3 separate regions of the Sus scrofa genome follow, and all the other regions are linked to region 3. Evidence: chromatin contacts called from public Hi-C and HiChIP or PLAC-seq data. All regions are on one chromosome and are shown on one strand. Each heading gives the region's core, a stretch centred on a gene start, on an enhancer-like site or on the middle of the called end of the contact. The rest is flanking DNA. Distances are from core to core; before and after follow the strand shown.

The links. A called contact is a pair of places that touch in the nucleus more often than the background predicts. HiChIP or PLAC-seq counts read pairs in DNA pulled down with a chosen protein or histone mark.
Region 1: an H3K27ac HiChIP or PLAC-seq map of alveolar macrophages shows a contact between it and region 3. The contact joins the promoter of MKNK2 here to the promoter of MOB3A in region 3. A contact is called at or near these places in 1 of 5 promoter capture datasets (liver), 8 of 47 Hi-C or Micro-C datasets (alveolar macrophages, blood, embryonic fibroblasts and 2 more) and 2 of 2 datasets of contacts at active chromatin or transcription factors (alveolar macrophages and skeletal muscle).
Region 2: a contact with region 3 is called in a Hi-C map of skeletal muscle, with 2.9 times the contacts expected there. The contact joins the promoter of BTBD2 here to the promoter of MOB3A in region 3. A contact is called at or near these places in 3 of 5 promoter capture datasets (liver and skeletal muscle), 11 of 47 Hi-C or Micro-C datasets (alveolar macrophages, blood, embryonic fibroblasts and 5 more) and 2 of 2 datasets of contacts at active chromatin or transcription factors (alveolar macrophages and skeletal muscle).

The regions. Positions count from the first base shown.
Region 1 is chr2:76,508,282-76,511,871 of Sscrofa11.1, reverse strand. It overlaps MKNK2 (MAP kinase-interacting serine/threonine-protein kinase 2), which reads right to left and starts at 1,570. Exons shown (of 15, transcript XM_021084205.1): 1 at 1,417-1,570; 2 at 1,140-1,274.
Region 2 is chr2:76,536,815-76,540,268 of Sscrofa11.1, reverse strand. It overlaps BTBD2 (BTB/POZ domain-containing protein 2), which reads right to left and starts at 1,731. Exons shown (of 9, transcript XM_021084208.1): 1 at 1,346-1,731. The coding sequence starts at 1,722.
Region 3 is chr2:76,473,951-76,477,346 of Sscrofa11.1, reverse strand. It overlaps MOB3A (MOB kinase activator 3A), which reads right to left and starts at 1,950. Exons shown (of 5, transcript XM_021084201.1): 1 at 1,574-1,950. IZUMO4 (izumo sperm-egg fusion protein 4) reads left to right here and starts at 2,120. Exons shown (of 10, transcript XM_003123021.2): 1 at 2,120-2,391; 2 at 2,479-2,559; 3 at 2,675-2,746. The coding sequence starts at 2,178.

The DNA of each region.
Region 1 (3,590 bases), core at 321-2,820, 35 kb before region 3:
GGGAGGGCTCAGACCACCGCCAGTGACATCTCAAGTCCATCCTGCTCCTCTTGCCCAGCCCTGAACATTTGGACATGCCAAGGCTGTGTCTGCCCCGGGGGTAGAAGCGAGGATGACAGGAGTGTGGGCAGGGGTGGGGCGCTGGCCCAGGACGCTGGCTGGACAGGCCTGGGAATTTTAACCCAGTCTCGGCTTGCTCCTCCCACCGTGGTGTGCAGTTTGCCTGTAGGTATATTCGCGCGTGCACACATACACACAAATGGACATGCATGCACGCGTGAACACACACACCTAGGTCCTGCCTTCTCTACAGGGCAACAGGTCCCTGCCCAGGGAAGCCATTACGTAACACAGCTAGCAAGGTGGGGTGGCCGCTGCGCTGACATCACTGCGTCCCCTGGGCCGGGCCCTATGGGCCACTGCCTAGCACCTGCCTGTGCCCCCCTTCCCCCTGCCCCAGACTCGTTCATCTGAGACCAGGACTTGGCGGCCACAGCCAGGGGGCCCCAGCAGAAACTTCCCGCTCTGACAGGAAATAGCACTCTGGCCTAGGGTGTCTGGAAGGTGGAGGACTGGGAGAGCATTCAATCCACTGCCCCATTCTGCAGACCACCTAGGAGGGCGTGGGGGTGCCTGCAGCCCTGCCTGGGGTTTCTGGAGGAAGGACTCCACAGACCCCACAGGCCCCATGACGCTGGGGTCAGGACTGTGGCCTGCAGATGCCCCAGTGCACACTCAGCAGGGGTCTTCAGGAGACACAAATCCAGGGGCCCCCACAGGCGGGGGAGGGGGGGCAGCAGAGGAAAGACCTTACTGGCCCCAGGGCGCTAGGGACTGAACTGTGTGGCCTACTGAACGCCCTCCCCCCCAGTATACCCCTGGCTGGGGTTTGCGGGGAACACATAGGAAGGATCCCCATAGGCCAGACTCCTAGAAGAAAGACCCACAGGCCCCAGGATATCAGAGACGGGACTGCGGCCAATTGAACACCCCTACCAGTGCACAGCTGAAGCAGCCCCAGGAGCGGGGTGGGGTGCTGCCCCGAGCTCCCGAGGGATCCTGGGGTCGGGCTCCCGCGCCCTGCCACCGGCCACTCCAGTGGTACGGCCGAGGCGCCCCCAAACCGATCCGGCCCTCACCTTGAACGAACGGTGGAAGCCCTGAAGTTCGGCTGTTTTCTTCTGCACCATCTTCTGTCCGGGCCCCGCCAGCGGGGGAGGGGACGAGGGGCCCGGGGGCGGCCCGTGGGCGGGGGGGCGGCCGAGAAGGGGACCCTGTGGGCGGGAGCAGACAAAGGAGGGCGTTGAGTGGCCGCGGCCAGCGCGCCGGGAGCCCAGGCCAGGGCGGCGAGGCTCCGTGGGGCCCGATCCCCGCGCCTGGGTTGGAGCCAGGCTGGGGTCACCGGGCCGCACTCACCGGGGTCGGGCTCGGGCCGGGGCCGCAATGCCGCCGCCCGAGACGCGCCGCAGCCCGGACCCCGCTGCGCGGACCGCGCGGGGAACAGCGCCGCCACCGCCGCTGCCGCCACCGCGGACTCCTCCGTCAGGGCCGCCACCGCCGAGAGGAGCCGGGCGCGCCGCGTCGCCACCACCTTTATAGCCAAGTTCGGCCCCGCCCCGACGCAGACCCCGCCCCTCATGACCCGCCCTTGTGCGCACGACGGGGGCGGGGCTGAAAGGCCGCTCTAGCCGTGGGGCGTGTCTGCGCGCGTGCGCCTTGCAGTGCTCCGGGTTTCTGGCGCGGGACCGGGCAAGATCCTGACGCAGCCGGAGACTCGAGGAAGCCCGCGGGACCCTGGCACTGAGCCAAAGCCCGGCCCTGCCCTCTGGCAACAACATTAGTCTATTGGCCGGGGCTAAGATACACTGACTCCTTTTAGCCACTCTCCTGCTCCAGAACCTGCCATGGCTCCCTCTTGCATCTTTGCTTGAGAACCTGGTGTGTCTCCTTTTCAGCTTCTTGATCCTGGCCCCAGCTATCGTGCAGGAGCACCCCAACTGGCTTAGAGGCTTAGCCGCCTCCCCAGATTGCTCCCCCAAAGTTCACCCTATTATTGGCTTGAAAAGGGGACCACTGGAGTTCCCTTGTGGCACAGCAGATTAAAGATAGGGCGTTGTCCTGCTCTGGCTTTGGTCGCTGCTGTGGCGTGGGTTTGATCCCTGGACCATTCGCAGCCAAAATAAAAGAAGAAGTAAAGAATAGGGGACTGCAGTCAGGCATGGGGACTGAGCTCTATGAAGGACTGTCCTTCAGTCCTGCAAAGAAGTGTTTCCCCTGACTGATGGAGAAAAAGGCCAAGGGGTGGGGGCCACAGAACAAAAAGCAAAACACAACCCCGTTTCAGCTGAGGCCCTGACCCAGATCTGAGAGCTTCAGTTCATCCTGAGCCGGGCCAGCTCCCTGTCTCTGTCCCCACAGCCCTGTGGTGCATGGTCCTTAGACCTGGGCCTGGCCACGTGGGGGCACAGGTCTGGACTGTCCTCCCTCTCCTCCAGGCCCCAGTCTATCCTTCCAGGGGCTTCTCACCCTGCCCCAGCTATCCCCCAACCAGGCCTGAACTGGGTGATCACCTTCCCTTTGAGGCTGCCTCAAGTTACATGCTGCCCCCCAAGGCTACAGCTCAAGGCACAGGAGCTGTGAGGGCTGACCTCAGTCCTCTGGAATGTTTGGTGGGACCTGCAGGGAACTCCCCAGCCAGCCCCCAGCCCTCACCTGACCCATGCACGCATGGGTGTTGTGTGTGTGTGTGTGTGTGTGTGTGTGTGTGTGTGTGTGTGTGACCTTGGCTCCAGGTGTTTGGGGTGGGGCTGCTAGACCGGCCTGCCCAGGAGGCCTCAGTCTCCCCCCACACCATCCCACCCCTCTCCTCACCTGGCTGTCCCTTCCCACTCATGCCCGGGAGCCAGGATCCTCTCTGTGTGTACAGTCACCTGTGCTTTGGGATGGCTGGTGGGTACAGCTGGGTCCCTACCCCTCCCCAGAAGACCAGCTCTGTCAGAGCCCCGATCCTCTCACTGCTGGTCCAGCACCCAGCACAGGGCCCAGCACCCACACAGGAAGTGCTCACTCAGTGCTGCTGAAGAGAAAGGCCATAGTTAGCCAGGCGTGCCTGCGTGTCTGCATGCACGCATACAGGGGTTGTGTCAGTGTGTGAGCTTCCAGAGGCTGCTTCCAGAGCCCAAAGACTGAAATCAAGGCATTGTCGGCAAGGCCACACCCTCCGCAAAGGCTCTAGGGGAATATCCTTCCTGCCTCTTCCAGCTTTAGTGGGTGCCAGCCACGCCTGGGCTCCTTGGCTTAGAGCTGCATCACCCTGTCTCTGCCTCATTTTCATGTGGTGCCATCTCTGTGACTCTCCTCTCTTGGAAAGACATCAGTCATTGCCTTAAGGTCACCCTATTCCACTATCACTTCATCTTAATTGGATCACACCTGCAAAGACCCCGTTTCCTAAGGTCACGTTCACAGGTTCCAGGAGTTGGAACACAGACCTATCTTTCTAAGGGACACAATTCAACCCAGACTGTAAGGGGCAGGAACCTTTTCCGGGCATGTGGCTGTGATGCTTCTGTCTCCTGTGGCAGGTAGTT
Region 2 (3,454 bases), core at 482-2,981, 63 kb before region 3:
AGTCATCTACCCGACCACTGACCACTGGAGGTAAAATTTCAACAATGCATATGAAATAATCACTGAAAGGCTAAAAAGAAAAAGAACTAGCACCTTCAATGGAGGACGCCCACAGAGCAGGAATGTGGGGTAGGAACGGTGCGAGGGAGGCTGGGGGCTCAAAGGCAGCACATCCACCACCTCCAGCTCTGAGTTTTCGGTGGGGGGGGGGGCTGCAACACACACATGGTCCTGAGGACCCAACCACGGGCCTGGAACCTTCCTTGGACAGGAATTTAGACCCAGTTGTTCATTAATAACCAAGAAAAACCAGAAAGAAGGATTTCAGAGGCACAGGCTAAACAAAAGCCACACATCAGAAAGGTAGAGAGGACCCTCACAGCAGGCTGGGGGACACTCCAAGCAGAATGAGGAGAATCCCCCTAACCCCTCCCCTAACAGAACCCCCTCAGCGCCTCCCCGCTACCCAGAGAGCAGGGCCAGAGGAACCAGCAGTGGGCAGGGCAGTGTCTGACATCAGCCCCACCCCACCTAAGGGCCTGGGGGCCGCATCCTAGAGACTGGCAGAGGGATGGGGCCTGGACCCAGAACTCCCGCCTCTGGAGAAGAGGCCTTGGGGGTAAGGGGTCAGGGAGCTGAGGGCAGCACCGAGATGGGGGGTCACTGCAGGTTCTGTGGCTCAGGAGTCTGGGGGTCTTGGGTTCATGAGCTGGAGGTCTGATGAGGCTCTGGGGGTCTAGCCCCAAAAAGGATGGGGAAGTCAGGGGGAGGAGGTCATGATGGAGGATGTGGAGGGAGGTGGCTGTGTCTGGGGTCCTCAGGCTGGCCAAGCTGGGACAGCAGGGCCTGGAGAGCCTGGCAGGGGTTGAAAGGTCCCAGGAACGCCAGGGGTGGAAAAGGTCCCTTGGTCTGGGAGATCCTGGCCAAGGTGGTGGGGTCAGGGGTCGCAGAGCCAGGAGTCACTGATGAGAATGAAAAGGCAGAGGGTCTCAGGACCAGAATATGGCTAGTATCTGGAAATACGGGGTGGATGGGCGCCTGGTAGGGCCGAGGAAGGATGGGGCCTGAGGATGATGGGTACTGGGGACGAAAGGGTCCTAGAGACACTGGATGTCCGGGGAGGGCAGGTCCCTGAGCCAGCAGGGTTCCGCGAATGGCGGGTCCCCGATCCAGGGAAGATGGGTCCTGGGGATGGCGGGGTTGGGGGCCGGGGGTAGGTCCCAGGGGTGGCAGGGTTCGGGGACGGTAGGTCCAGGGGGTTGGTGGATCCCAGGGGTAGCGGGGTTCGGGATGGCAGGGGCGGGGGCGGAGGGTTCGGGACGGCGGTCCCGGGACAGCGGCCCACCTGTGCGCCGGGATGCGCTGCGCGCCGAGCCCCTTGCCCACCAGGAAGTGCACGTCGCAGAGCACCTCGTTGTTGAAGAGGAAGGCGAAGCGCTCCTTCACCGTGGGCTTGGTGGCCTGCCAGTTGTAGACGGGCTCGCGCAGCAGCGCGGCCGCCCCCGGCTCCTCGGCCGCCCGCTCCCCGCCCGCCGCGGCCTGCGCGCCCGGCCCCGACACCGGCGGCGGCGGCCCGGGGGCGGCGGGGGCCGGAGCGGCGGCGGCGGCCGCCGCGTTGCCGGGAGCCGGGGCGGCGTTGGCGCTGGGCCCCGGGCCGCCCCCCGCTCCCGGGCCGACCCCCGGCGGGCACGACGCGCGCCCGCCGCTCCCACCCGCCGCCATCTTGTCGGTGCGGCGCCGGGCGGGGCGGGGCGGGGAGGGAGGGGGCGGGGGAGGGGGGGTAGAGCGGAGGGGGTGGGGCAAGGGGGGGGAGGAGGGGGCAAGGGGGGAAGGGAGGGGAGGGGGAGAGACCGGAGAGGAGGGGCAAGGGGGGGGGGGAGGGGGCGAAGGGGAAGGAAGGGGAAAATTAAGCGTCTAAAAAGTGACTGGGATGGAGTTCCCTGGTGGCTCAGCAGGTTAAGGATTTGGCGTTGTCATTGCTGTGGCTCGGGTCATTGCCGTGGCACAGGTTCGATCCCTGGCCTGGAAACATCTGCATGCCGGGCAGGGCAGAAAAAAAATAAAAGGGTTGGGAGACCTCAGGATTCTCAAAGCCTGGTCCTTCCCGTGGAGAAGGGATTTCTTCATTTGGGCGGTGGCCCATGGACCGCCCGCAAAGCCACAGGCAAGACATTCCTCCTCAGTGTCCAGTTTCAGCCCGAATCCTGGCCGGTTCTTACCTCCAAAGCAGACCTTGAATCGTCTCCCTTTTCCTGGGTCCCCTCGAGGACCGGCTCTGCTCTCACCTCAGGGAAGTAAATTTTTAACACTGGGCTGCATGGGGTTTTTTTCAGGGTGGGGGGCGCCCCCATGTTTTCATTTTGCACTGTTCCGGAGAATTCTGTGGCAGTCCAGGCCCCATTCCACTACCACTGTCGTCTAAAACTGCCCAGCTTGCTCCCTGACAACCACCAGCCCCAACAACCCAACCTTCCTTACTCTTTTTAGAATCTAGCCTCCTCCCAACTTAAACCAGGTCTTTGGGAGCCGCTGCTTAAAGCCCTCCAGGTGCTCCCCATGAAAGCCAAACCCCTTCACCTGGGAACTCAGCTCTGTGGATGTCATCAGCCCTCCTAGCTCCTTGGCATTAGCCCCACCCCTACGATAGACTTCCACTATCAGCCTTAGCCCCTGGATTTTAGACACTCCCACCTTGCCAGCCCACTGCCTCTGCCCTTTGGGGTGAGAAATGAACAGAAGGCCAAATCGTACAACATTATAACCATGCGCAAAGCCATCTCAAACCTGATTTTTTTTTCAAAGATCTTTGTTTCACTTTAAAAGTAATATATAGGGGGAGTTCCCGTTGTGGCGCAGTGGTTAACGAATCCGACTAGGAACCATGAGGTTGCGGGTTCGGTCCCTGCCCTTGCTCAGTGGGTTAACGATCCAGCGTTGCCGTGAGCTGTGGTGTAGGTCGCAGACGTGGCTCGGATCCTGCGTTGCTGTGGCTCTGGCGTAGGCTGGTGGCTACAGCTCCGATTGGACCCCTAGCCTGGGAACCTCCATATGCTGCGGGAGCGGCTCAAGAAATAGCTAAAAAAAAAAAAAAAAAAAAGTAATATATAGGAGTTCCCACTGTGACACAGTGGGTTATGAATCCGACTGCAGCAGCTCAGATCCCCGCAGCCCAGCACAGTGGGTTAAAGGATCTGGTGCTGCAGCAGCTGCAGCTCAAATTCAATCCCTGACCCGAGAACTTTGACATGCTGTGAGTGTGGCCATAAAAATTAAATAAATAAAAGTAATATATAAAAAATAGAGAGGATTTCCTGTTGTAGCATAGTGGAAATGAATCCAACTAGTATCCATAAGGATGCTAGTTGGAGCCCTGGCCTCACTCAGTGGGTTAAGGATTTGGCATTGCCATAAACTGTGGTGTAGGCTGCAGATGCGTCTTGAATCTGGTGTTGCT
Region 3 (3,396 bases), core at 701-3,200:
TGTGTACTCTACATGGATGGCACATCTCATTTTGGCACATTCTGGGGACTCACCAGTCATGCAACACTGGAGAGCTCAGCTCCAGAGGGTCTTAAAAGGGGAAAACCCGGAGTTCCCGTCATGGCTCAGAGGTTAAGGAACTCAACTAGTATTCATGAAGACGCAGGTTCGATCCCTGGCCTTGCCCAGGTGGTTAAGGATCCAGCATTGCTGTGAGCTGTGGTGTAAGTCACAGACGCAGCTCAGATTTTGTGTTGCTGTGGCTGTGGTGTAGGCCAACAGCTGCAGCTCCATTTGGACCCCTAGCCTGGGAACCTCCATATGCCGCGAGTGTGGCCCTAAAAAGAAAAAAAAAGGTGGGGTGGAACCCATCTGCTGGAGGACAGGAGCAACAGGGCAGGTGCTGTTTGAGGCAGGCACCAAATTCAGACTCTGGTGAGAAACTGGGTGCCCTAGGGTGTGGGCAGGGGTGGGGCAGCAAAGACTTCCCCTTGCTTCACTTCATGATCAGTACCACAGACACCGACAGGCTACCATAACTTGGGGTGGGGGAGTATGCCCCCAGGCACTCAGGGCTTCCGGAGGCGGCAGTGCTCTGTTCTGACATTGTCCATCCATGGCATCAGTCAGTGCTGAGTCCGTGAAATGGGCTAAAAAGAGCCCCTGAACTTTTATGCTGGGTGGAGAGTGGGATGAAGAAGCGGCTGACAGAGGCCAAGTGTAACAGAAGCAAATCCAAAATCACAAAGTGCAGGCAGGCAGTGGGGTATGAGATACAAATCCCATGCCACAATTTATCCAACTGTATGCTTTGAATGTGTGCAGTTCACTGCAAGTCTACTGAGCCTCTATAAAAAGGTTTAAAAAAAAAAAAAGAAAGAAATCCAAGGGGCAGAAAGCTCCTGTGAATAAATTCTGGGAGACTCTTACCCCCAAATGAGCAGTGGCTCTCTCAGTGGGAGAATCACTGGTCATTTATTTACAAAGAGCCTGTGACTCTGCGTATCTTTCAATCACCTCTCCTTCCCTTTTCAGCGACGTTTTGTAAAATACTCGGCCATTGAAAGCAAATACAAGCCCTATAGCCAGTTCAGAGACAGAGCTGTGGAGTCACCAGGTAGTCAGTGCCGACACCTGCCGCCCAGCCCTTGCCCGCTGCTCAGGGACTCTTGGGACAAGGAAGCCTGCTTGCAGAGGGCAGGTGTCCCAGTGGGCTGGGGGCCCTAAAATTCTGTGGGCTTTCCATCCATCAGGAGGTGGGGTCCTGATCAGCGATACAACCAGGGGTGACCTAAAGTAACATTTGTAACCGCTAATTGGACCAAGGGCCGCCACGGCTCCTGCCCCTCCACCACTGTTCACCCCCCTGAGGGGCCCGGTTGTCTGGTCCTCCGCGGTTGTCCCCCGCCCCTAAGGGCCCGGCCTCCCCGCCGCCCGCGGTCGTACCTCCTGAGGTCGCCCTGCCCGCGGTCGCCCTCTCTGAAGGACCCGGCCTCCCTCGCCTCTACCACCGTTCACCCCTCTGAGGGACCCAGCCTTCACACCGCCCGCGGTCATACCTCCGAGGACCCACCTGCCGCCTGCTGTCCGAAGGATCTGGCCACTCTCGTCGCCAGACTCCGCCCCCGGGGCTCCAATCAGCCTTGCCTCGCCGTCCGCCGCGGAAAAACTCCGCGCACCACTGCCCCGCCCCGGATATACTTCCGCTCCTGTCCAAGGCCTTCCCGGAAGTGGAGCGGAGACTGCCCGCGGGCGGAGCAGCTGAGTGCCCGGAGCGCTGGACCGGGCCTCGAGGTGGGGCCGCCGTGGAAGGAGGAGCTTGAGCGGGCCGAGAACGCCTGCGTGGAGCGCGGTCAGGGGCGGGGCCAATAGAGGGGTGGAGCCCTCTTTGGGAGCTGAGGTTGGTGGGCGTGGCTTGAAAGAGGAGTAGGCGGTGGGAAGTCGCTAGTCAGTTGCGAGGGCGGGCCTACGCCGAGGGGGCGGGAGAGGGCGAGGCTATGTCACAAGAGAGCGGTTGGTTGGTGAGCGATGGGGGCGGGGCACGAGGGCGCCGTTTGTTGGTGCGCGGCAGAGGGGCGTGGCTCGAGGGGCGCCGTCGGTTGGCCGGCGGCGGGCGGCGGGTGGTGGGCGGTGGGCGGTGGGCGCGGGCGGCGGGCGGCGGGCGGTGGGGGCGGGCCATGGCCCTGCTGCTGTGCCTGGGCCTGACAGCTGCGCTGGCCCGAGGCTGCTTGCACTGCCACGGCAACTTCTCAGAGAAGTTCTCCTTCTACCGCCATCACGTGAACCTCAAGTCCTGGTGGGTGGGCGACATCCCTGTGTCGGGTTCGCTGCTCACCGACTGGAGCCAGGACACGATGAAGGAGCTGCATCTGGCCATCCCCGCGGAAATCAGTGAGTACCCCGGCCCTGCCTGCACGCGCTCCACGCCCAACCAGACCCTGGGCCAGGCCTCTCTCACAACTCTCCTCTCACCCCCAGCCCGGGAGAAACTGAACCAAGTGGCAAACGCCGTGTACAAGAGAATGGATCAACTGTACCAGGGAAAGATGTATTTCCCGGGTAAGGGGGCGGCCGCCACAGTGGGAAACCGAGGAACAACCCCGCGGCCCCAGGGCATCTCACGCTGACCCATCCACCTGCCCCTGACCTTCTCCCTCCTGCCTCCCCCCATTAGGGTATTTCCCCAACGAGCTGCGAGCTATCTTCCGGGAGCAGGTGCACCTCATCCAGAATGCCATCATCGAAAGTGAGCAAATAAGGGCTTCGGGGATGGAGGATGCTGCCCAGAGCCTGAGGACCCAGGACCACAGGAGTGTTTGCCTCTTTCTAGGCCTAGGCCCAGGTTCCAGCCAGGGCCTGGCTGAGACTAGAGCCATGTGAATAGGGATCTGGCATGATGCAGCTGGGTGTTGGAACTCAGAAAGGACAGAAAGTGGGGAGAAAGTCTGCTCCCTGGGAGTTCCCGTCGTGGTGCAGCGGAAAGGAACCCGACTAGGAACCATGAGGTTGCGGGTTTGATCCCTGGCCTCGCTCAGTGGGTTAAGGATCCGGCGTTGCTGTGAGCTGTGACGTAGGTTGCAGACTCGGCTAGGATCCTGCATTGCTGTGGCTTAGGCCAGTGGCTACAGCTCCAATTCGACCCCTGGCCTGGGAACCTCCATATGCTGCCCTAAAAAAACCCCCCAAAAACACAAAAACCAAAAACCAAAAAAGTTTCCTCTCTGAGGGGGGACACTCTCATCTAGTGGACACCAATAGGACACCTGGAAGGATAAATTTTGACCTGTCCCTATCATCTCCCCTAGCCAGTCCCTGGAGGCCTGAGTATTGCTACTGCCCTTCCCCATGGTTTGCTTCACCCCAGGCTGGGGCCATGGACACTCCTGAGCCTTGGGC